Linked DNA regions of Mus musculus: all the other regions are linked to region 2. A link is a contact called in public Hi-C data. All regions are on one chromosome and are shown on one strand. The core of a region is the stretch at or near the end of the contact, and the rest is flanking DNA. Distances in the headings are between cores, read along the strand shown. Region 1 has its middle 33 kb from the start of Gm31559. Region 2 has its middle 80 kb from the start of Gm39451. Region 3 overlaps Rbms3 (RNA binding motif, single stranded interacting protein). Region 4 has its middle 34 kb from the start of Gm39449. Region 5 overlaps Zcwpw2 (zinc finger, CW type with PWWP domain 2).

The links. A called contact is a pair of places that touch in the nucleus more often than the background predicts.
Region 1: a contact with region 2 is called in a Hi-C map of uterus, with 7 times the contacts expected there. The contact joins two enhancer-like sites. A contact is called at or near these places in 4 of 484 Hi-C or Micro-C datasets (the N1E-115 cell line, epidermal suprabasal cells, nephron progenitors and 1 more) and 1 of 115 datasets of contacts at active chromatin or transcription factors (embryonic stem cells).
Region 3: a contact with region 2 is called in a Hi-C map of uterus, with 4 times the contacts expected there. The contact joins two enhancer-like sites. A contact is called at or near these places in 5 of 484 Hi-C or Micro-C datasets (neurons and uterus).
Region 4: a contact with region 2 is called in a Hi-C map of the N1E-115 cell line, with 9 times the contacts expected there. The contact joins two enhancer-like sites. A contact is called at or near these places in 2 of 484 Hi-C or Micro-C datasets (the N1E-115 cell line and cortical neurons).
Region 5: a Hi-C map of the N1E-115 cell line shows a contact between it and region 2, with 4 times the contacts expected there. The contact joins two enhancer-like sites. A contact is called at or near these places in 1 of 484 Hi-C or Micro-C datasets (the N1E-115 cell line) and 1 of 115 datasets of contacts at active chromatin or transcription factors (T-cell acute lymphoblastic leukemia).

The regions. Positions count from the first base shown.
Region 1 is chr9:116,423,405-116,428,362 of GRCm38.p6, forward strand. No RefSeq gene overlaps it. Among named protein-coding and RNA genes, the nearest start is that of Gm31559, 33 kb to the left of the region's middle. Within about 2 kb of position 1,842, at least 7 of the 459 cell types and tissues checked have an H3K27ac peak or open chromatin away from gene starts, as enhancers often do. A contact at or near this core is called in uterus, where this site is marked.
Region 2 is chr9:117,391,262-117,396,604 of GRCm38.p6, forward strand. It overlaps a transcript of Rbms3 not described here. Among named protein-coding and RNA genes, the nearest start is that of Gm39451, 80 kb to the left of the region's middle. Within about 2 kb of position 3,145, at least 22 of the 459 cell types and tissues checked have an H3K27ac peak or open chromatin away from gene starts, as enhancers often do. A contact at or near this core is called in the N1E-115 cell line and uterus, where this site is marked.
Region 3 is chr9:116,844,530-116,849,428 of GRCm38.p6, forward strand. All of the region lies in intron 4 of Rbms3 (RNA binding motif, single stranded interacting protein), which reads right to left. Among named protein-coding and RNA genes, the nearest start is that of Gm39449, 320 kb to the left of the region's middle. Within about 2 kb of position 3,047, at least 37 of the 459 cell types and tissues checked have an H3K27ac peak or open chromatin away from gene starts, as enhancers often do. A contact at or near this core is called in uterus, where this site is marked.
Region 4 is chr9:116,488,140-116,493,302 of GRCm38.p6, forward strand. No RefSeq gene overlaps it. Among named protein-coding and RNA genes, the nearest start is that of Gm39449, 34 kb to the right of the region's middle. Within about 2 kb of position 1,357, at least 20 of the 459 cell types and tissues checked have an H3K27ac peak or open chromatin away from gene starts, as enhancers often do. A contact at or near this core is called in the N1E-115 cell line, where this site is marked.
Region 5 is chr9:117,953,435-117,958,669 of GRCm38.p6, forward strand. The region is part of intron 5 of Zcwpw2 (zinc finger, CW type with PWWP domain 2); the gene reads right to left. Among named protein-coding and RNA genes, the nearest start is that of Azi2, 84 kb to the right of the region's middle. Within about 2 kb of position 2,952, at least 35 of the 459 cell types and tissues checked have an H3K27ac peak or open chromatin away from gene starts, as enhancers often do. A contact at or near this core is called in the N1E-115 cell line, where this site is marked.

The DNA of each region.
Region 1 (4,958 bases), core at 592-3,091, 970 kb before region 2:
ATCATTTTAGGAGCTCATCCACTCATCCGTCCGTACACTTGCTCATTCTGCAAACACTGCATTACCATCCCATGCTTGCAGAATACTAGCATATGCAAAGTGTCAGGCCCTGTCGTCAAGTGCAGAAACACAACAAAAGGAGCCTGCGAGGCTCAGCGTGTAAGGGAGCTTGCAGAGCAGTCTGGGGGCCTGGATTCCATCCCTGGAGCTCACCCAGAAGAAGGAAACAACCAACCAGCAATTGCCTTCGGATCTCCACATGCGTGTCTCCTCACCAGATAAATACAATTTAAAACACTCCATAATTTAAGATGGTAAAGACGTATACAGCTGTTATATATTTAAGTAAACACTAAGATGTTGAGTCATTGGGATAACGTAGTTCTATAATCCCAGCCCTTGGAAGATGGAAGCAGGAGGATCAGGAGTTCAAGGCCACCCTCAGTTATATAGTGAGCCCAGGGCCTGCCTGGGCTACTTGAGACCATGTGTTAATAAAATAAAATAATTACGTGGAAAGAAACCTAAAGTATCACATATTCCATACAGCATTTCATTGCTGATTCTGTTCCTCTCCAGTCGAAGTTGCTGCACTGCAGTGGGATTTAGCCTTTGTAGAACACACAGCACACATCTCTGTTCGCAAGCATTTTAGACCTTGATTGACGGGACCGTGGGAATCATTTTGTGGCTAATTTTTGCATCTCTAGTCTTTAGCACAGTGACAGTTTCTTGTTTAATTTTCAGTGACTATTCTAGAACAACGCATGATAATTAAAGCCCTTAGCAGGATCTATCAGAGATTTTTACGTTAGAGAGCCCATGATCTATTGAGGAAGATTCATCAGCCAGTGGTATAACACAATGAATTTCATGGTATAATATGTACAGGCGATAACAAGGGGCAATCACATCCTGTAGGCTAGCTCTGGGGAAGGCTCCTGAGGAGCAGAGATAGCGGGAATGCACCTTGAAGGGTCAAGGAGAATTTACCCAGAGATGGGAGTGGAGGACACAGCCAGCTGCAGAAACAGACTTTAAATATAGACAGAGCGCTCAAAGACAACCAGTGCGTGTCAGAGAGCGCCTAGCCCTGGAGTGGTGGAGCCAGAGCCAGAAGAGAAACCTGGGCAGGAAATCTGAGCCAAACTGGAAAGTTTGATATGCTGTGCTAAGAAGGTTGAGTTTTGTTCCTTCTTGGTGGCTTTAAGCAGAGAAATGACAGGATCTGTATTTCTAAAATGCCAGTGGCCGTATACAAAACTGGATTCTCAAGGAAGCAAGTGAGTAGGGGCCACTTGCAAATGCAATGTGCTGAGATAATGGGGAAGTGAGGGGGGGGGTTGTGCTGAAGGAGAGGGAGGGAGGGAGGGATGGAGGGAAGGAGGCAGGGAGGGAGGGAAGGGAGGGAGGGAGGACCACACATCCCTGAGGAACCTTCTAGGTAGGCACAGATAGAATGGGGAGGCAGACTGGAGAGTCTCTGTACACTCACAGTATCAACTCCTTCTTGCAGTTTGGAGTTTGTTTAATTGTTTGTATAATCCAAGGTGGCCTTGAATGTTCATTTATCATTTTTTAAAGGAGAAGCATATGTCTGTCTTTGAATTTGGGACTCTCATTAATCAGTGGAACCATCCCTGCGCGTTCCCTGACTTCTGTCTATGGTCTTTATGGGCGCTCAGACCCCTGCGCTCTCATCACTGAGGAGAACGGCCATTGACTGTCTTCTCAGAGCTCATCTGAATTAACTTTATATCCCTTTGTAAAGGATGAGGCCAGGGTAGAGAAGCAGCCGAGAGGCGGCCTGAGAGGCAGGTCCTCATTGGCTCCTTGTTCTTCCAAGTGAGCAATTTGCCTCTTTAGAGACTCCCAGGCATGAGTCAGAGCTCTTCCCGAATCACAGTTCTCAAGAGAATGTTTCCACATGACCAAAACACAAAACAAACAAAAAGCAAAACAACAAAAGCAACAACAACAACAACAAAAACCTAGAAACAAAAAAGCAAAACCAAAACCTAAAAAATCCAAACCCGAAACAAGAAGCTCAGCAGAGGAGAAACGAACAAACTTCTGTGACAGGAGAGGAAGGGCCAGCAAAACTGTGGTCTTTGACAGCATTTGTGAGCATAGGTCACACAGCGCCACATAAAGCTAGACATAGATGTGTCTGGGAAGAGAGAATCTCGACTGGGGAATTTCTTCCATCACGTGAGTCTGTCTACAGCGCCTTTTATCACTTAGTACTTGTGGTGGCACACGCCTTTAATCCCAGCACTTGGGAGGCAGAGGCAGGCGGATTTCTGAGTTCAAGGTCAGCCTGGTCTACAAAGTGAGTTCCAGGACAGCCAGAGCTACACAGAGAAACTCTGTCTCGAAAATCAAAAACAAAAACAAAACAAAACAACAACAACAAAATCACTTAGTACTTGATGCAAGCGGTCCCAGCTGAGCGTGGGTACAGGACTCCTAGGCAGGTAGACCTGGCCTGTATAAGAAAGATAGCTAAGCATAGGGGAGGCCTGCCAGGGAGCGCTCCTCCATGGTCTCTGCTTCAGTTCCTGCCTCTAGCTCCTGCCTTGACTTCCCTCAGTGACAGACAAAGACTGAAAGCAGAAGATGAAATAAACCATTTCATCCCCAGATTGTTTCCGGTCCCGGTGTTTTTGACAACAGCAGAAAAGCCAGCAAGGACAGCATCAGAACAACTGCTTAAAAATCAACAGAAACGGATCCTTACTTTCATCTCTACTTCTAAAATGCTATAAATTGAAATATGTAAACTTTAAATGTTTAAATAGCCCCGGTAAGATCACCCTATCATTTAAGTAGACAACTGTTGCTTCTTGCCCAACTAGAATTAAGAAGCTCCAAAAATTTCAGAGAGGCAAGAGTCTCTTTCTCCGGTACAAGAAAGAGACATTTAACTGTGGCCTTCCAGCATCTTCCCACTTTGGCTGCTTCTTTGGAAATAAAAATTTTATTCCCCTGATAATTTTGTGCCGAGTGGTGATTGTCAAGACATCGGCCAACAGGTGGCGCTGCAGGTCCGTGTCAACGTAATTACGAGGCGCCTCTGGTTTTGTATAGAAACAGAAAATCCACCTGTCCTCCACAGGAAATCACAGGGTCTCCTGGAATAGCCTAAAAGGCTTCCAATAAATATAAACCCCAAGGATTTATAGCACTTCTTACTGCTTGCCCAGAGTCCTGTGCTAGAGAAAGGACTACCCGAAAAGTTTGACACTTACAGCTGTTTAAATATATAGGAAAGGGGCAACGCGTAGAACTAAAAGTCAACGTTCCAGCCTGGGATTATATAGCATGATTTACAGATGTCGTGATGAAAACCAGGAAGGATGTTACAGACGTTGCAACCATTTGAGTCTCACTGTTCACCGGCCAGATCTGCAGTGCTGAGCTTGAACTTGCTACCCAGCCCAGAATAACCGTATATGCCCGATCCTCCAGACCCCAGTTCCCAAGTGCTAGGATTAAAGGCATGCAACACCGTGCCGGGTTCTAAGTGGTTCTGGAGCTCAAATCCAGGGCTTCTGATATGTTAAGCAAGTATTGTATCTGGTGAGCCACTTCACCAGCCTGCAGAACTGCGGTTCGTAATCAGAGACGAACGGTCCTATTTGATAGTATTCTTAACTATAGTTGAACGCAAGCAAGCTGCCGTTGTTGTAAAAGGAGAAACCAAGATCCAGCAATGGGCAATGCCAAGACTGTTGAGTAGTAGGTCCTAAATCCTAGAGGTCTGGCTCAAACTTAGCTCAGAGATCTGCTTGTCTATGCCTCGTCAGCCCTGGGATTATGAGCGAGTGCCACCATGAACAGCCATTTTTATGTGGGGTGTGAAGATTGAACTCGGGTCCTCCTGCTTGCAAGGCAAATGCTTTCCTGACAGAGCTATCATCTCTCCCGCTGGAGAAACACCTTCTTCCGACACACCCTTTACTTCCTGGACAAGTCACACTACAGAGAACTCCTCTAGAGTTTCTTTGTTCAAGAACAGCCTTTGAAGAGGCGGCTGTTTAAGGCTTCAGCCCACAGAAGAACGGAGGGATAGGCTGAGCTGTAGTGGGGGAAGGGAGGCCAATGCTGTTTCTTCCTGTTGGTCACAGAGGAGGGAGCAGTTTTACACATTCCTGTGGCCCTGACTTCTGAAAGGACTTCTTCAGAGACTGCAACTTGTCCAGATGCACAAAGACCATCTTCACTTGGTCTGGTTTCTAAATTGCTCTTGGTGGGAATGTCTTCCGCAGCTGCTCGAGAAGGCTGAGCCAGCTGAAGACCAGGAGGGAGTGGCTCTTCAGTCATTATCTTCCTTCCAGAAAAAGCGATTTAGGGAATCCTTTAACAATAGAAAACTGGGCAGTTGTGCACAATTCAGTGCTTGGAGGGAGAGGCACAAGTTCAAGGTCACCACTGGCTGCACACAGTTCATAAAATCTACTCCTACCCCAAATCCCCCCAAAAAGGAGAAAAGAGAAATTGAATGCTCTAATAGAGAATTTATTATCTGCTAAACTTTAATCAATAATAGCTAATGCGTTAAATCATCGATTTTTTTTTCAATTTCTTACTACAATCTGGATGACCGGACTGGGTTTGTTTGCTTGTGAGAGGTGTTGGAGAGCTGAAATCCATCCTTGCACACAGTAGGGCAAGTCCTTGCTGAGCTACACCTCTGACCTCTCCAGAGTTTGAAGTTTGTTTTCTGCTGATAAACTCTGAGATTCATACTGGTGAAATTAGTTGTCCAAGGTCACAACTTATAAGGAGCCAGCACATCCCTGCAAGTGACTCAGACCACTGCAGATGGTAGGACCAAGTCCCATCCTCAAATTTGTCTGATTCCTTGCTAGGGTCTTATTTTTGGTGGTATTTGTGTTGGTGTCAGTGTATATGTGTGCCTATGTGTGTGCACATGCCTCGGTGGGGGGTAGGGT
Region 2 (5,343 bases), core at 1,895-4,394:
CTCCTGCAGTATGGGAAGACTGACATCATCTCCTACAGTGTGAGAAGACTGACATCATCTCCTTCAGTGTGGGAAGACTGACATCATCTCCTTCAGTGTGGGAAGACTGACATCATCTCCTTCAGTGTGGGAAGACTGACATCATCTCCTTCAGTGTGGGAAGACTGACATCATATCCTACAGTGTGGGAAGACTGACATCATCTCCTGCAGTGTGGGAAGACTGACATTATCTCCTTCAGTGTGAGAAGACTGACATCATCTCCTACAGTGTGAGAAGACTGACATCATCTCCTTCAGTGTGAGAAGACTGACATCATCTCCTTCAGTGTGGGAAGACTGACATCATCTCCTTCAGTGTGGGAAGACTGACATCATCTCCTTCAGTGTGGGAAGACTGACATCATCTCCTTCAGTGTGGGAAGACTGACACCATCTCCTTCAGTGTGGGAAGACTGAAATCATCTCCTACAGTGTGGGAAGACTGACATCATCTCCTACACTATGGGAAGACTGACTCCATTTCCAAGCTGTGGAAAGACTGACACACATCTTCAGGTTCTCCCCAAAGTTCAGAGTGTCATTGTGTGCCTGCCCTGCCCTGTGTATAAGGGTTACCCAAGGGCCCATTTGCCTGAAGAGACCTACCTCCTGTCTCTCTGCCTTCAGAATCCATTGGGGTAGAGCTCTCGGGATGTAGTTATGTGGTAAGATGTTTGCAGAACATGCATGAGGTTCACAGGTTGACCCCCCAGAACCACAAAATTGATAGATGACAGAGAGATAAATGATAGAAAGACCGATTGGTAGAGGATAGGAAATAAACATATGAATGAGAACTAAACATACAGATGATAGATGAATGATTATTAACATATACATAATTAATAGAGACAATAAGATAAAAGATGATAGGAAGGTAGACATATAGACAGATGGACAAACAGATGAAACAGATAGATAGATGATAGACTGATAGATGAGAGAAAAATAAACATATGAATGATAACTAGAGCTGATAAACATATGGTTGCTAAATGTGTGATATATAGACATATACATTAATAATAGATAAATAGATGAAGGACGATAGATAAGAGGTGATAAGAAGGTAGACAGACAGACAGACAGACTGATAAGTGATACATAAATAAGTAGATGATAGATAAATAGACAAATGGATATATGGATCATAAAAATAGTTGAATAAAGAGATAAGAGATGAAAAATAGATGATATGATAGATACTAGATAACTAAGGAATTTTATTTTCCTTTCAAAGAAAAGCACCAAAACCCATATCTAGTAAAACTCCCAATTGACCACTCACTCCTGAACATGGCCGCTCTAGCATTATGCTTACCTGGCGTTTTCTGTAAGACTTAGATCACATTAGTCACTGACTATGCAACATTTTTATTCATGTCTCCTCATACTCAAAACAAGATGCAAAGCAGTCAATTTGCCAATGCCCTAAATGTGTTATGGTTAAGAGCTGAAAGCTGAGACTCTAACAAGTCTCTCTCATCCACCTCCTCTTGCTGAAAATTCAACTTAACACTGAGGGAAGGTATTTGAGATCCCAGACAGCAACCCAGAGCCATCCACTTGTGATTTAGTGGGACACAGTGTCAGTCAATACTCCCTTCTGCTGCAGAGACCGAAACCTTGGGAGTGGGGGCTGCTAGGAAGAGGTAGGACCTTTATTATAACCCAAGTATGTATGGCAACATTTGACAATTTCAAATGAGATCTTCCCCAGATTTCCAATATTACCAAAGCTGTAGTAGAACCTACAGACCACCATCTGCAAAACCAAGTCCTTCACCCTGCCCTCTACACCTAGAGCTACAGGAGGTGTGAGCCATCGTGTGCGTGGTGAACATCAATCCTGAGTTCTCTGGAAAGTAAGTGGTCTTAACCACTGAGCCATCTCTCTGGCCCCATCCAGGTTTATATAGCTTCTTTTTTTTTTCAGTAAGATAGAAGGGGGGGGGAAGAAGAAGAAAAAACTAAAGGAGCCGAATATAATGCCATCTTTCAATAGAAGATGATCAGAAGTTCCAGGTCTAGCAATCAGAGGCTGGGAGAAGAATCTATCCCAGCAAAAGCTGTGAAGGTTCACAGTCTCTGTATTGCCCACCTGTACCAGAAATGAGTTCCTGCACCATGGATCGTAACCAGTTCAACAGGGACAAGATGCTATTGGAATTCAATAAATTGTAAGTTATTTTACCTTGAAAATTTTCTAAGCATCTGACTTATAGTTCTTATAGACAAACAGTATCTTAATCCCTTTGACCAAAGTGGTGCAGAGCCCACACTGCAAAATACCGTTAAATGGTTACACTTTTCACTCGTCTCAATTGTTCTTAATTAAGGATGTGCCTCTTCATTACCAAGAAGAGCTAAGAAGCATGGCTCCGTCCAAGTTCCTCTAATTTCTGTTAAGTGTGCACGCGTGCTCACTTCAAAAGTTTGAAGAGATGTTAATAACGCTGCTCACTAGGACGGAGGCGAGAGGCAGATAGCAAAACACATTCCTGTGAAGAAATGCAGTTGCGCCTAGAGCTCCATCTGTACCCACACTCCACACACACACACACACACACACACACACACACACACACACACACACAATTTGTATGTTGCACCAACAGAATGCAGATATTTTATTAGCATTGGGCCAAATAGTCATTTATAAATAAATCCCCAACATCCTAAACAAGGACAGCTAAAACATTTTATGAGAATTCTCCAGTCTCTGAAATAAAAGTACCACTGACCCCTCCTACGCTGTCATTATTTATTTTCCTGATATATCATTCATCTTATAAAAACAGAGTAAAAAGGAAATAGCCCATTTTCCCAATCTTCAAGGATGTTTTGAAGACGTTGCCCTTAAAAAAGGGCAGATTTCTCTGCGGTTTCCTTGCCAAGATCGGTTCAATCACTTTCTTGCAATTTTCTGCAAGAAAACACTGCAAGGCAAACATCAGTGATCCAGCATCAGGCGACTTTCCCTCCTTGATAATAAATATGTCAGTTTGGAGCCGGCTCACAGAGAATCCAGACAGCCCCTAGCTGGCCTTGTTCCAAGAGCGAAGCGTGTGGTTGAGAAGAGGCCCTCAGCTCTGTCACACGCAGACTTCTGTCTACCCCTACCGTCTGCAGCTTGGAAACAGAAGTGGTGGCTATTACAGACTTGTCTTGGGGCACTGGTGTGAGACGTCTTTGTTAAGTACCATGTACAGTCAACAGAAAGCATCCTGCATTGAGTGGAGATGGATCCTCTGAAAACGGCATTTCGTGTTACGTACTAGAGAGTGAACAAGACTTGTGGCCACTCTTTGTCAGATTAGAAGTTATAAATGCAGCACCAGGACAAACAATTCAGATTCTCTTTCTGGATGATATCACATCTTTTCTGAGGGTGTCTGCTATGCTGGTCAGTACACAAGCATCTTGTTATCTTATGTTACTTGTTTTAAAATATGTTTCTGATTGAAATAAAATCACATTACTTCTAACTTCCCTTCCCTACCCTCCTTCACACGTCTCTCAGTCCACCCCTTTCCAGGTGATAGCCCTGTTCTTTGATTACTATTGCACATACATATTATATGCAAATATATTAATAATATTAAACATATAATATGTATATTTTTTTGAGCTGACCACTCTGTATTAGACAATCAATGAGAGGCCTCATCCCTGGGAGTGGCTATTCTCCTCTTAATAGTAATTAGTAGCTGCAGTTCTAGGGGTGAGATCCACTGAAAACTCTCCCTTCCATGTTACTGTGTCCATTGATATTGTCCTTATTGGAGTTTTGATTATGAAGCCTTTTCTAGGATATTTCAATCAAATTTATTTAGGCTTGTTTGGTTTGGTTTGGTTTGGTTTGGTTTTTGTTTTGGTTTTGGTTTTTGCTTTTGTTTTGGTCTTGGTCTTGGTCTTGGTCTTGGTTTGGTTTTGGTTTTGGTTTTGGTTTTGGTTTTGGTTTTGGTCTTGGTCTTGGTCTTGGTCTTGGTCTTGGTCTTGGTCTTGGTCTTGCTCTTGGTCTTGGTCTTGGTTTTGGTTTTTTCAGAGGCTAGGTCTCATGTAGCTCAAGATGGCCTTAAACTCCCTACATAGCCATAGTCAAAGCTGGTCATGAACTCCTGACCCTCCTACCTCCGCCACCCTGAGTACTGGGCTACAAGCTTTCACCCTCGTGCCTGGTTTATGTGGTGCTGAGGGCTGAAGCTAGAGCTTCACTCATGAAGCACCAAACTGACAAAGCTGTATCTCAGTGTCATCTTCTATGTAAGTCACTTGTTTTAGGGCTCAGCTGAAAGCCCAGGCCTGGAGCACCTGGCCGTCTTTCCTAAGCTCTCTGAAACTTAATGATTCAATAAGTGGAGTTTATCTAATGGGAAGAAGGCACTGAGGAACATTTAGTAGGGGACTCCTGGTAGTTTTGGTTGGGCAGTGCATAAAGACTGACTTAAATGTTACTAAGAACTAAAAGATGGCCCAGGCTGAACAAGAGAAAAATGGTGTTAGATGTTCAAAGCATTGCCAGTCTAGAAAAGATGTCCCTAAATCACCCTGAAGGACCAAACATGGAAACTGACATGAAGGGCCAGTCTTGACATGCAAATGGGATTTGATAATGATGAGTGGGGAATGAGAATTCAGTGAAGAAGAAATAACAAGAGAGAAATCTCATGATAAAAGGGGAAAGGCCAGGGCTGGTTTGGGATTGAGGCCCTGATGTGTGGTGATGTTAAAACAAGGTAGGCAGCCAATAAAGGACAGGTAGAGACAATGACAGGGCCACCACACACCTGGGGCTCTATTCACTCCAGATGAAATGCAATCAATGCTGGCCTGGCAAGATGGCTGTCACAAATGCTTGACACACAAACATGAGGACCTGAGTTAGAGACCCAGGACACTTGCAAACAGCCAGCATTGGTGATCCACCCATGTAATCCTAGGGCTGGGAATGTGGGGGCAAGGGGATCCTTGGGCCTACAGGACAGCAACCAACCTAACCTTTGAGCCACACAGGTGATGGACTTTCTCTCAAAACCCAAAGTGCTCAGCCTCCTAGGAATAATATTCAAGGTTGACCTCTGACCTCTGGCTTTCATGTTCATGTGGATTCATGCATACATGCACATACATCCTCATGCATATATGCACACACATCCTTATGGGTACAGGCACATGCATACATACAAACTGTGAAATAACATGTTAAGTGTTCATCTCCAGTCCTGAGGGCTGCAGTGTTAGGCTGAGAAGCTGAAGGACCATGTATGCTCATTCATGAAAAGCAAGCAGCCAACACGTG
Region 3 (4,899 bases), core at 1,797-4,296, 550 kb before region 2:
CTCTCAGGAGAGATTAACAGAAGTCAAGTGAGATGTTTTGTATTAGTATTGATCTTACATTTTTATCATTTAAAAAGGAGAAATGAAACACATCAGCATCTTGTACCCCTATACAGAAGACAATGAGGCAAGTGTCAATTCATATAAACATGTAAACAAGGCCACCTGTCATCTGTGAGGTGTCTGTGGCGTCCACCCCTCACACAAATCCAACTGATCATGACCTGTGGCACCTCCATGAAGCCTCAATGACCCCGTGCACTTGACCCCGTGCACTTGTGAATTCGTTATTTTCACCCAAGGGGAAAAAATGCACGCAGCAAACCCCAGAAGAGCCAAAGAGCATCCTGAAGAGATTTAAACAGGTCACTACTATCAATTTGCCACCAGCTAACTCATCTTTTCTGCTTCTTACACTCCATGCTGAGCACCAAGTATAAACGTTACATCGCAGAGGTGAGTAGGGGTGAGTTCACACCCTGCATCTGTGCACAGTCATGATGAATAAAACAGCTGCCTCCCATGTGTGCTGAAGAGCTGAGGTAACTGTTGCAGAAATGGTATACGATTCCTAGAAACCAGTAACCTATAATTCTGACTTAAAAGATAACATTCCAGTAAAAATGATCTCAGGCTGTAGCGACATTTTCATCTTAAAATAGTTTTTAAGCTACTTTATTTTAATTCTGTGTGTGTGTGTGTGTGTGTGTGTGTGTGTGTGTACAAGTGCAGGTTCAGAGGTCAGATTTGGTCAGAGGGCACTGGATCTGGAGCTGCAGTCACAGGTGGCCATGAGCTGCCTGATGTAAGTGCTGGGAACCGAACTCAGATCCTTTCCAAGAGCAGCAGGGGCTCTTAAACCCAGACCCATCTCTCCAGCTTCCATCCTTATCCCCTTAATGGCCATCATTGATAATTTACATTTCTAACTAACTCAGGGCTGGAAAGGACTAGAAGACCAGAGACTGTATTCATCACAGACACACACATTTCATGATTTACAGATGCGTAAGAGTAAAGACAAAGTGTGTGGTGGATACAGAAGGAAACAAAGTGTCAAGTATCCGCTCCTATGAATTCCTGTTCCGCCCCTGAGAAGTCCCATGGCCAAGGAGCCTCAGAAATCCTCCCAAGCTTCCAGAGGAGTTAGAGCAATGCTATGAGAGACCTTGCCAAGAAAGGCTACTACTGCTTCCTTCTTAGAGGTCATAGATTAGGAGTGTAGGGGTACTCATAGATACACTTAAAGTCCAAAGCAAGTTATATAATATATAATGATTATAAATTCTTGATTTACCACGGTACCCATAAATATAATTTTCCAGGACAGAATTAAGTTAGAACATACTAGTACATGGACTATGAGCTAAGCTGCAGAAAACCCAGTATCTTCAGGACATAGAAGACAGAGAAATTAATAATTTTCATGTACCTTTTGGACTTCTGCTATCAAAGTATTTGACATAAAATTGAAATTAAATATTTCACACAAGGAGAAATTTTAATTTAATATGACTCCATAAATTTGATGTTATTAAAAATGATTCAAAATGAAAGTTTTAGTAAGTGGAAAATGATGATATTATGATGGTAGATGGGGAGAGAGAAAAATAGTGTAGGGACATGATTTACTCATAAATAAAACAACCAGAAGACACACGCACACACATACAAACACACACACACAGTTGCTGTTGTTGTTTGTTTATATAGGTCCCATATAGGCCTGCTGACTTCCGTCATTATGTAGCTGAGGCTGCTCTAGAATTCTTGATTCTTGTATCCAACCTCCCAAGTCCTAGGATCATCACCAGGTCAATCTATGAGTGCCAGGGATTGAACCCTGCAGACACTCTACCAACTAAGCCATGCCTCAATCCCTAGATATCTACATCAGCAGTCGATCATTGCCAAAGTCATAAAGTATTAATATGAGCAGAGTCACAGCCTTAGAGAGAAAGCACTGGTCAGGATTCTCCAGAGAAACAAAACCCAAAGAACATATGCAAATGAACAGACAGAGATGGCTAGATTGATACAGAGCTTATGTAGAGAGAGGTATAATTATATACCTGCAAACTGGGTTTACTTTGAGATTAAACTCTTAAAGCCACAGAGGCAGAGTCTCCCCATGTACTGGCTGCAATCTGGAAACCCAGAAAGAGCAATGGTATAATCCTGTTTTAGGATAAAAGACAGAGATCCTGGGAGTTAAATCTCAGAGTCTGAGATCCGAGCCCTTCATATCCAAGGCTAGGAGAGAAGATAACTACCTCAGCAGCTACAGGTGAGGAGCCAATTACTCTCTGCTCTACTGTTTGTCCTCTTCAGCTCCTTAGAACATTGATGAGATCTGCCTACATCAGCTAGGGTGGAGCTTTGTGCCTCAGTCTACCAACCCCAGTCTGGGCACCTTTGAGAAACACCCTCAGACACAAGCACCTCAAGAATGCTTTGCCAGCTGCCTGGACATCCTTCACCCCAGTCAGGCTAGCACCTTACTCATCATGAGTAAGGGTGGTATGAACACTCTTTCTGCAAACCCTGACAACACCCCTTTCCTTTAGGTAATAAATAAGAATACAAATGATGGAAAGTTTTCTGGCCTTTTAAGTTGTGGTCTTTCTTCTTGGAACACACACACACACACACAAGTAACCATAAAATGCTCACCCAAGAGACCAGTTGCTTACAAGCCACCCAAAGATATAGGAACAGTTCCATCAGTTGGCTCTTTAGTCCCTTTAGTGATTTTGCCAATATTCACTTCTGCATTGCTCAGTTATGTTCTTGCTTTGCATCATTATTTTCCTCTCCTCAGGCCCTAGTCTCTGGCCAGATGTTTGCTCTAACCACAAAAGGCAATAGTTACTAGCTAATTCCCATGATGACTGACCTTGTCCAAAGTTTAAGACCATCCATCCTATTTATTAGGTTAAGATGAGGGTGTGCCAAAGATTAGAGAGAGGCTGTGGTCATGGGAAGACAGCGACCCTGGGAAGAGACCTGGACCCTGGCCCAGCCTCTGCCATCAGTTCATTCCAAGATCTTGAGTTAGCTGCTTGACCCCTCTTGGCACTGGAGTTCCTGCATCTGTTGGTGTAGGGTGTAGGTGGCCTCTGTAGTCCCTTCCGATCCAAGTTATTATGCTTGTGTACATCAAGCAACCTCTTGGGCCATGTTCCAAGTTCCTTAGAGACTAGGACCATGGTCAAACTGTCTACACTCCAGCCAAGCACACAGACGCAAAACACTGAAACTCCCCTTCCAAACGTAGTCAGAACAGCTCAATGAGCCAAAAAATGAGGAAAAAGATCATTTCTAGGACCAGATGAAGGGCTGTACTCGACAGTAGGCCAAAATCACATGTCAAATTTGTAAACACAAGGTCACAAATCAAATCCAGCCCCAATAAACAGGGTGATGTTAAGCTCTGGGTCAGGTTACATCTGGGGTTTGATGATGGCAGAAACGGCTGTCACCGCAGTTACTGCACTGAAAGAAACCACCTAGTGCTTGGGAAAGTTACAGAAAAACTTGGACTTAAAATGTCCTGGGTTCTGTTTATCACTGCATCAAGTGGGTGACACAGGGTGAAGTATGCCAGTTTAGGGAAAATGATTAGAAAGCAGAGAGAGAAAGGCACTCTATCTATCTTCATCAGAAACAGAGTCGCCGCTTTTTATAAGCATGGAAAGTTTTAGGTCATGTCCCTTAGCAGAAGCATGTCTCAAACTTTACTTTTTTATATCGACACATCATTTTACCAGAGCATCTTAATGTTTCCATGGCATTGATAGAAGAACAATATCCATGAGAGGCAGGAAATTCTTCTCGTTCCAGAATGTCATCGGGTTAAGAATGTTTATGGCTCGTGGATTAATTCTATTAAACAGATGATAATGGCTTGGCTCAGAGAATTCGGATTGCTTGCCTCTTTCACCACAAGAAAATGAACATCACGAACACAGACACAGCGTCTTCTTTCTTTACTAGCTCATCCTGAGTTTATACAGCAACGGTTAACACAGAGTAGGTCCTCAGGTACCTTCTGATGAGGGGATAGATTTCCACGGTGCACGCTATCACAGCTTGACTGTAATGAAAAATAAATTGGAAGTTGACCATTTTCACAGGTATAGCAGAGAGCACTCCATAATAAAACAGGGAAGGGAAGCTGCAGAGGCTTGATGACGTACATCCCTCAAGAAGGATGCTTGAGACTCAGCCTTAGCTTTGCTTCTTTGTTCTGGTGGGTTTGTTTTTAATGTTGAGAGGCATGACCTGATAATTAAGATTGTCAAGGAAACTCACCAGAGGGAGTTGGGACTTTGTTTCCCACCTTTGTGTTGTGGATTCCTTTTCCTTCTTTAAAGAAAAGATTTTGCTTTATTTTAAAATATGTGTATACATGTGTGGAGTGTGTGCATGTGTGTGCACGAGTGAAGTGCTTATGGAGTCCACAAGAGGGCATTCATTCTCCTGGAGCTGAAGTTACAACAAGTGAGTGGTGAACCCCCATGTAGGTTCTGGGGAATGAACTCTGAGCCACTGCAAAAGTAGCAAGTGCTCACATTGCTGAGCCATGTCTCGAGGGCCACTGTTGTGTTTAATGCAGCAATGAACCTATTCCTTTTGAGCAGGGAGAGCTCTCATTGCTTCTGTTCACTATACTGCAACGAAGAGAATGGGCAAGAGGCAGATTGACTGATGCTGTTCGCCACATTGGTTACTCCTAATCCTGAGGTCTTTGGTGACTCCTTTTTACTTTCTGAGTTTTAAGTTTTCACAGTCTGTACTCATTACTTGTCTATTGCCGTGATTGAAACATCATTAGCAAGACAACTTACAAAAAAAAGTTCATTTTGGTTTATGATTCTTGAGCATTAAGTATCCATG
Region 4 (5,163 bases), core at 107-2,606, 900 kb before region 2:
TGTCTTGGTCTATTCTATTTCTGCCTCTCTCTCTCTCTCTCTCTCTCTCTCTCTCTCTCTCTCTCTCTCTCTCTTTCAAATTTTAAAGTTAGTGTACAAAGTGATGGTTTTCATTGTGGAGTTTGCATACATGAGTCATTAGACTTTGTTCTTATTCATCTTCCTTTTCCATTGCCTCCCCCTCGCCCAGTCCCTTCTGCTTCTCTCTTCCTGGTATCCTTCCTCGCCCCAAATAGTCCCTCCCCTGCCTACAAGACACATGGATTCCATCACCGAACTCTTCCTTGTCTCATGTGGTCCCTCTCCTCCCACCCCCAACACATGTAAATCTAGATTCCCCATAGGAGAGTAAACGCTGTGCTTAGCTTTCCGAGTCTTATTTCTCTTGACATAATGATCTCTCTTTCCAGCTGTTTTCCTGCAAATACCACGACTTAATTTTCTTGAGGTTTGAAAAAGTCCCATTGTGAATATATAGCATATTTTCTTTATCATTTATCTTCTGATGGACATCTAAGCTGCTACTGCATCTCTTAGCTATTGTGAACAGTGTGAATCCACAAGAAACTCGCATGTGTACATTAACCCAGAGTCCTTCAGACATATTTGCATGAGTGGTCATCGTTTTTATTTAGAAGGGTGGTGGGTAGCCAAGGATAACCTTGAACTTCGGATCCTTCGACCTCCACGTCCTGGGTTCTGGGCTTATAGCCTCCACCACCGTAATGAAGCACTAGGTATGGACCTTTAAGCATATTCAGCATACATGCTATGAACTGAGCTCCATCTCTGCCCACTCTAATGTGGACTGTCTTAATGATTCTGTTGCTTCTTGCATCAGGAACTGATTTAGAACCACACCTTATTGCCTTACAAAGGAGACTCTTCTCAGAAATACACTACTCCTCACTCATTTCCACCCACTTAACCAACAGACTATGCAACACTCTCTTCCAAAAGTGAGCTGACAGGGGACATTTTGCCTTATACTACTATATATGTCTTTCCCTTCTTTGTGATTTCCCATAGCGGATAATTTATCATAAAATGGGAATGTTTACTTTTGGATATGCACCGTCTCTATAATGCAACCTATGGATCTATTTCTAAGGAGATCGCCTCTCCTCATCACACATGGGCAATGCAGGTACATGGCAGTGGCCCTGGCATTCCCGGGCATGGGCTTGGGCACGTTGCCAGCTGCGAGCCTGTGCACACGCTGAGGGTCACCCACTCTGCACCATCCACATTTCATTCCACCCCCTTGTCTCCCATTGAGATGAATCATCTCCTTTATCCTGTGTGTGGCTGTGAAGCAGCCTGCTGGCCTGTTTGCTAGTTAGGTTGATTATGATTTAATTTTATGGATGATGTCACACAATTATCTCCAGATGGAATAATCAGGGTACAGATCTGCCAAGCAGAGTTGGGAGGGAAGTGGGTTCACCCAGCAAACAGCCATTTCTGCACTGGGATTCCTTTTGTTTTGGCTTTATAAATTTGCCAGCACTGGGTGTGCCTTGCAGGGCCTCGGCTGTCTAATTCAAACCAGAAGACTTTCTCTTTCTCTGAATTTTCTTGTCTTTCTATTATCACATAGTATGCAAAAGGAAGACTCATAAATTAGTTTGTGGAGTTAAAGACTTGCGTTTTCAGCTGTGTGGACTCGTGTGTGTATGTGTGCCTGTGTACATGAACATGTGAAGGCAGGAGGTTGATGTCAGAAATAGCCCTCTAATGTTCTTTCACTTTATTTGACTCAGTCAAATCCAGAATTTAAAGAACTGGCTATAAATCTTGCTCTGGGGTGCCCATATGTGTGCAGTACCCATGGAGGCCAGAAGAGGGCATTGGATCTCCTGGAACTAGAATTACAGGCAGTTGTGAGCTATTGGACGAGGGTTCTGGTCCTTTGCAAGATCAGCAAGTTCTGTTAACCATTAAGCCATCTCTCCAGCCCCTCTTTTTGCATTTTAAATCCATGCATTCACACTACGATTCTCTCTAAGCATTGTTTTAATTGCCTTTCATATGTGTTGGAATGCTGCCTTTCAATTTTACTCAAAAGTATTTCCTGTCTCCCTTGTGAATTTTTCCTTCAATCCTTTACCAATTTAGGAATATTAATTTTCACATGATGAAAAAAATTAAATGTTGATTCTAGGATTTGTTTCCAATTTTCTCCATCAATGAGTGAAATTAGAATTCAATAGCTTATATGGTTTGGAACATTTCTAAATTACTGATTCATTTTTATAGGGTTTAACATATGTCCTTTTATGATCTAACATTTGGTCTATACAGAAGAATAATTTTTTATATTTATATTCATTTTAACTTATATATTTAAATCTAAGATATGTCTGTTTTATATAAATATGTGTGTGTGTGTGTGTGTGTGTGTGTGTATACTGTAGAGTTGATAATATTTTATTTTGTACATTTTTCTGGTACCAATCTGTGCTTGTGGATTGGAATGTTGAATATATTTACATTAATGTCCATATTAATATTTATGCCTGGCACTTATTTTCTATTTAGTCTCCAATTTGTTATAATTATTATTTTGTTTTACTAGCTATTCATTTTTGTCTTCTCATCACTTAAATGGATGTTTCCTCCTGTACCATTTTAATTTCATTTCCTTCTATTAATTCTCTTTCACTAATTAGCTTTTATTAGCTTTGTGCTACTTTACTCATAATTGCCTTGAAGATTATAATGGATACCTCACAAAAATTTCATTCAGGGGATGGAGAAATGGCTCTGGGCTTAAGAACATGTACTGTTCTACTAGAGGACCAGAGTTTAGTTTCCAGAACCCATGCTGGGCAGCTCACAAATGTCTGTGTGTGGATGGTTTTATGTTAACTTGACACAGCTAGAATTATTTGAGCAGGGAGAATCACAAGTAAGAAAATGCCTTTATAAGACTGGCCTACCTATAGGCAAGTGTGTGAGGTATTGTCTTAGTTAATTGTCAATGTGAGGGAGCCAATCCCACAGGAGTGGCCTGTTGGGCCTCTTGCTATAAGAAAGAACAAGTCAGAGGGAGGAATGCAGAAAGCAACACTCCTCCATGGTTATGCTTTGGTTCCTGACTCCATATTCCTACCCCAGTTCCTGCCCTGACTTCCTTGGAAAATGAACTACGGCTCTAAGATGAAATAAACCCTTTCCTCCCCAAGTTGCTTTTGGTCATGGTATTTTGCATAGCAGTAGAAACCCTAGTTAAAACAGATTATAGCTCTAACTTCCAACACCCTCTTCTAGCCACTGGGAGGCACCATGCTCACATGCCCAGACTCAAAAACACAGACACTGAGTTTCTGAGTGTCTCCAAACACCACCACATGTCATGAAAGAGAAGCAGGAGCCAGATATTATCTGTATCCAAGAACCAGTTGTTGACATCAGAGAGACTTCGCTATTATTAGTTTAAAATTAGTTCTTTCTATTTCCTTCTGTTAGTTGCTTAGGGCTTCCATGACAGAATACCATAGAGTATATGGATTAAACTGTGGAATTCTATTTTCTCAATATTTGTGAGGTTGAAAGTCTAAGTTGAGACACTGTGTACTTTGGATTCCTCTGAGGTTTTTCTTCTTGGCTGGTAGATGATCTCTGCTGCAGACCAAATGTCTGTGTTTTTACAAAATCCATAGGTTGAAGGCTAGGTCCTCACTGTGATCCTCAGAGGTGGGGCTAAGTGATCTGATGGAGGGACCTCTGGGGAAAGTGTTCTCTAATTGTCCAAGGTGTCTGGCACCAGACAGGTCCAGAGATATGACCTTCAAATGGTGATTAGGTCATAAGGGTAGGGTTCTCCTGAGTACATTAGTTATTGCACACCTTGAGGACATGATATTGACAACATCTCTCCTTTCAATGGTCTAGGGACCCAATGAGAAGATGAACATCTGCAAACCGGAATAAAGGCCTCCCTAGATCCCAAGTTTCCCCATTGCCTTAATCCCATCCCCTAGATCCCTGTTGTTTACCCTACCCCCATCCCCTACAGTTCTGTTAGCACATCCTGAATTGGTCCAGCTTTCACAATACATCATCAGGTGGCCTTTCTTCTTCCCAATCTATTTACAAGAATGCCAGGCAGAGTGGATTGGGGAATCTATCTACCTGAAGCCTTCATTTTAATTAATTACCTCTTTGAAACCTTATCTCCATTGACAGGCACCAGGAGGTGAAAGCTTCCATGGTGAATTTCAGAGGCCACAAGTGTCAAGTATCCATGGTCCTTTCCTGCACTGGAAAATGAAGCATGCAGGGCATGTTGGTGGCCACAGAGGTAACTTGAGGGAACTCATACTATAGCCTTTTCTCCTCTACACATTTCTCCCAGCTTTGTCCTAAACACGTGGCAGAGCTAAGAAATGATCTGGTGTCTCTTCCCACTTTAATAGTACACCAGACTTTTCAAGATGCTGTGGCAGAACTAAGAGAACCCAATTGTCCACAGATATCCACTTAGGCTAACCCCCTCAACATTACCTTTCCTTTGTAGTTCAAATCGGTCTGCATTGATATTTGTAGTTCATGAAGGCTGTCAATAAAAAGAGTAGGATACTGGCTTTGGTTATGATGGTCTTCTAAACTCCATTTTTTACACTTTGTTTGTTTTTGTTTGTGGATTTTTGAGAGAGGATCTCATATAACCCAGGTTGGCCTGGAGCTCACAGTGTACTCAAGGTCGGGTGAGTTTCTAACCCTCCTGTCTCATCTGACCTCCCAAGTGCTGGAACTTGAAGTATGTACTGCTAATCCTGGTTGACAATTTTGTTTTTCAACCTTTCCTCTCCCCTCTCCTTCAGGCAACACTTTTCTCCATGAATGTTTCAATATATATTCTGTATTCATTACATGCTACTAAATTATGTAATACTGTTTAGATAATTTAATATCCCTCTGTATTTAGCAGCACTTTGCAAAGTGGTACATCAGGCTGTGAGTCTGATATTATATAGGAAGAAAAAGAGTCTTGACCATTTGGTTACTGTTGCTTTGACTTAAACATGGAGACTCAAGTGAAATGAAATCTGGAATTTTTTAAAGTAGCATTTTAAAGTCTGATATAATTGGACTGGAAAGGGGCACTCTCCTCCCCCCCCCCCCATCTCAATCAGAAATCCCCAGATGTCTAAGGTC
Region 5 (5,235 bases), core at 1,702-4,201, 560 kb after region 2:
GTTGATCCTGCCAATCCATGAGCATGGGAGATCTTTCCATCTTCTGAGATCTTCTTTAATTTCTTTCTTCAGAGACTTGAAGTTTTTGTCATACAGATCTTTCACTTCCTTAATTAGAGTACACCAAGTTATTTTGTATTGTTTGTGACTATCGAGAAGGGTGTTGTTTCCCTAATTTCTTTCTCAGCCTGTTTATCCTTTGTGTATAGAAAGGCCATTGACTTATTTGAGTTAATTTTATATCCAGCTACTTCATTGAAGCTGTTCATCAGGCTTAGGAGTTCTCTGGTGGAATTTTTAGGGTCACTTATATATACTATCATATCATCTGCAAATAGTGATATTTTGACTTCTTCTTTTCTAATTTGTATCCCCTTGATCTTCTTTTGTTGTTTAATTGCTCTGGCTAGGACTTCAACTACAATGTTGAATAGGTAGAGAGAGAGTGGACAGCCTTGTCTAGTCCCTGATTTTATTGGGATTTCTTCCAGCTTCTCACAATTTACTTTGATGTTGGCTACTGGTTTGCTGTAGATTGCTTTTATCATGTTTAGGTATGGGCCTTGAATTCCTGATCTTTCCAGGACTTTTATCAGGAATGTTGTTGGATTTTGTCAAATGCTTACTCAGCATCTAACGAGATGATCATGTGGTTTTTGTCTTTGAGTTTGTTTATATAGTGGATTACATTGATGGATTTCCATATACTAAACCATCCCTGCATCCCTGGAATGAAACCTACTTGGTCAGGATGGATGATTGTTTTGATGTGTTCATGGATTCGGTTAGTGAGAATTTTATTGAGTATTTTTGCATCGATATTCATAAGGGAAATTGGTCTGAAATTCTCTACCTTTGTTGGGTCTTTCTGTGGTTTAGGTATAAGAGTAATTGTAGTTTCATAGAATGAATTGGTTAGAGTACCTTCTGCTTCTATTTTGTGGAATAGTTTGTGCAGAACTGGAATTAGATCTTCTTTGACGGTCTCATAGAACTCTGCACTAAACCCATCTATCTGGTCCTGGGCTTTTTTTTTTTTTTTTTTTTTTTTTTTTGGTTGGAAGACTATTAATGACTGCTTCTATTTTTTTAGAGGATATAGGACTATTTAGATCATTAACCTGATCCTGATTTAACTTTAGTACCTGGTATCTGAATAGAAAGTTGTCCATTTCATCCAGGTTTTCGAGTTTTGTTGAGTGCAGCCTTTTGTAGAAGGATCTGATTGTGTTTTGGATTTCCTCAGGATCTGTTGTTATGTCTCCCTTTTCATTTCTGATTTTGTTACTTAAGATGCTGTCTCTATGCCCTCTAGTGAGTTTGGCTAAGGGTTTATCTATCTTGTTGATTTTCTCAAAGAACCAGCTCCTCCTTTGGTTGATTCTTTGAATAGTTCTTGTTTCCACTTGGTTGATTTCACCCCTGAGTTTTATTATTTTCTGGCATCTACTCCTCTTGGGTGAATTTGCTTCCTTTTTTTCTAGAGCTTTTAGGTGTGTTGTCAAGCTGCTAGTGTGTGATCTCTCTAGTTTCTTTTTGGAGGCGCTCAGAGCTATGAGTTTCCCTATTAGAAATGCTTTCATTTTGTCCAATAAGTTTGCGTATGTTGTGGCTTCATTTTCATTAAACTCTAAAAAGTCTTTAATTTCTTTCTTTATTCCTTCCTTGACCAAGGTATCATTGAGAAGAGTGTTGTTCAGTTTCCACGTGAATGTCAGCTTTCTATTATTTATGTTGTTATTGAAGATCAGCCTTAGTCCATGGTGATCTGATAGGATGCATGGGACAATTTCAATATTTTTGTATCTGTTGAGCCTGTTTTGTGACCAATTATACGGTCAGTTTTGGAGAAGGTATCGTGAGGTGCTGAAAAGAAGGTATATCCTTTTGTTTTAGGATAAAATATCCTGTAGATATCTGTTAAATCCATTTGTTTCATAACTTCTGGTAGTTTCACTGTGACCCTGTTTAGTTTCTGTTTCCACAATCTGTCCATTGATGAAAGTGTGGTTTTGAAGTCTCCCACTATTATTGTGTGAGGTGCAATGTGTGCTTTGAGCTTTACTAAAATTTCTTTAATGAATGTGGCTGCCCTTTCATTTGGAGCATAGATATTCAGAATTGAGAGTTCCTTTTGGAAGATTTTACCTTTGATGAGTATGAAGTGTTCCTCCTTGTCTTTTTTGATAAATTTGGGTTTGAAGTTAGATAGTTCTATTAGATATTAGAATGGCTACTCCAGCTTGTTTCTTCAGATCATTTGCTTGAATGATTGTTTTCTAGCCTTTTATTCTGAGGTAGTGTCTGTCTTTGTCCCTGAGATGGGTTTCTTGTAAGCAGCAAAATGTTGGGTCCTGTTTGTGTAGCCAGTCTGTTAGTCTATCTCTTTTTATTGGGGAATTGAGTCCATTGACATTAAGAGATATTAAGGAAAAGTAATTGTTGCTTCCTAAAAGGGAACTTAAAAAACAATTCCTCTGACAGAGCTATAAAAGGACATGCTATAGAGATTTAACCTAAAAGAAAAACCAAAATAAGTGGAGATAAACAAGTTATTAAGCATTATGTACATCTACATGAACTCCAGATTCTGCGGGCTCAGGCCAGACAGAACCTCAGTCATCGTGGAGAGGGGACGTGGGTAGGAAGGCCCACTTCCACCTGAAGGGCTATTGGCAATGAGTAGAAAGTCACACCTCCAAGTGTCATGAACAGTGTCAACTTGATTGGCAGACTGCATTTCTTTGAGATGGATGAGGACTGAAATGATCGTTTTCTCTATTTTGGATGCTATTTTTTAAAGTGTGCAATTCTATTGTTTCTGATACATACACTACACATCAATTATCAATATGCTAGCCAGGTCAATTTTCAGCAGAGTCTGGTATTCCCATGACCTCTGGACAGCATCAGAGCCCAGAGCCTGGCAATGTGACTCACAAATGCCTTGCTGCCTCCTGCTCTCTGCAGTTGTTCTAAAGCTCTGTGGATTTCTTTGGTTGAGGGTCTTACCAGAGAGAATGACTAGAGTGTGCCTTCAAGCAGTGAACAGAGGCACAGAGGGAATTTTCTCTAAAAATAGAAGCTGGCTCCCAGTGCCACCTTGAACAAAAGCCATGAATGGTTTCCTATTAGCACCTCCAACTGTGGCTAAGGATGAGACTGGCTTCAAGCTTCAAGGGGCTCCATGAGTCGGCATTTTACCCAGAGACCTTAAAGGCTTGCTATTTAAATTTTCTAAAAGGCCTGCTCAGGAACTGAACACAAAAATTCAGGGTGGCTTGTCATTCACATTTCATTCATATCTGTAAAACACTTAAGAACAGTAAGAGTTAATTCCAACAAGGCACTGGGGAGGAAAGAAGCTGGGTTTGTGGTACAGCTGCGCAGCTGACAAAGGAGCCAGGAATCTGATTATCTGACCTCTGGCTGGAGGTTCTGTGAAAATCCAAGTCAGCTGCAAACATTTCCTGTTTCTGTGCAGTTTTTACTAAAGCCATTGGTCATTTCAGCAAGGGAGATGCTGGGAGATGGGGGATGTTGGCAGGGGACCCTGTTTCTAGGGAGACTTCTGAAATATTTAAAATAAATTGTTAAGAGCCGATGTTGAGAGAACATTTAATGGCTATATCACAGCATTATTTTTTTTTTACAAAGAAATGAATGTTCAGAATGTTACTGTGTGTTTCACCATTTTTCTACTATTATCCTCAACATTAAGAATACTCAGTGACTCCTTACCCTGTGGGAATTCTCAGCATCCAGTCTTGTAAGCCTAAACCCCAGAATAATACATAAGAACTGTTTTCTGACAGGATAGACAGAATCTCCCCCCAATTACACAATAAAAGACATAGTCTTAATCATTTTGTGCACCAACCCGTAAAAAATCCAGAGAGGACTCCCTGCACACAGATTCATGGGAGAAAAGGCAGGCCATCATTCCCTGTGGTCTGGGTGGGTGTGTTCTCCAGTGTACACTGGAGTAGCAATTTCTGATGTGTACCTTATATGGGAAAATTTTTTGAAACATTTGAGGACATTAAACATATAAACAAAAAGATAAATAGTCCCTCAAAGTCATCAGTAGATTATACAGAAGCCGAATGTTTATACACCAGAGTATATTACAAACATGAATTCTGTAATAAGTCAGTTCTATTAATTCTCACTGACATTGAACAGCAGCAGTTGCTGCAATTGAGCAGAGAAAGATCATCTAATATCTAGGGACATATCTGCAATCTATGAAACATAAAGTCATTACTCAAATTTCTATTTTACGTTATGCTAATAACCATTATTGATTTTGGTTTTGATGAAACTGAGGAAGGGGTGGTGAATAGTATCCCCAACAGACAAATTAAAAAATATTTTTCTACCTTCAGCTAATTCAAGCCACAGATGCAAAACCCATAAATATACAAGGTAAATTTTATTATTAACTCAAATTTCAAGTGAATTAATCTCAACTAAATCTTTAGATGAGTATTATGCACAGAAAAACAAAAGTAAAAAGGAAGTTATTCTTAGAACTTGAAGGTGATTTTGAAAAAGAAAATTTTCATTAGTAATAAGGACTAGAACAGTTTCTAAAGACAGGATCCAGGATAGCCCTGACTGGCCTGGAACTCTCCATGTAGCCAAGGATAACCTTGAACTCCTGACCCTCCTGCCCTAACTCCTGAGGCTGGGACTACAGGTATGTGCCACCTTGCCCAGATTAGTTTTTCTCTTTGTTTGCTTTTGTCATTTGTTTTTTTACTAATAATGTTTAAATTTTATAAGATTTATCACTAGAAACTTACTCATCAGTAGAAACATCACACACTAAAGTTAAGCAGACCCACATCTATACAGCCTGAGGACCGGCGTGGGAACAGAAGCCGCAGAGCCGCACGTGAAATCTCACACTTTCAGAATCAGCTCAAGTTCAGGTGCTTATGCGTGTTTTCACGGTGGTTGTTTTAGAAGTTATTTTGGTGGAACAGTGTGTTTGTTATGATATTTCACTCATATTTATAATAAGTAGCCTTTCCCTAAATCTAACAATGCTGCCCTCCTAGGGGACAATGGTAAACGTAAATGACACTTGGTAAGAGTTGATGTCTTTACAACTTCTTAGTCAACATAAGAGAAGAGAGTGAAATCACTAACTCTGCCCACATTCTGCAGTGACACTGCTGTGCTGCCTCCCATACTCTGCAAACCCCCAGTGTGCATTCAGGCCGGGCC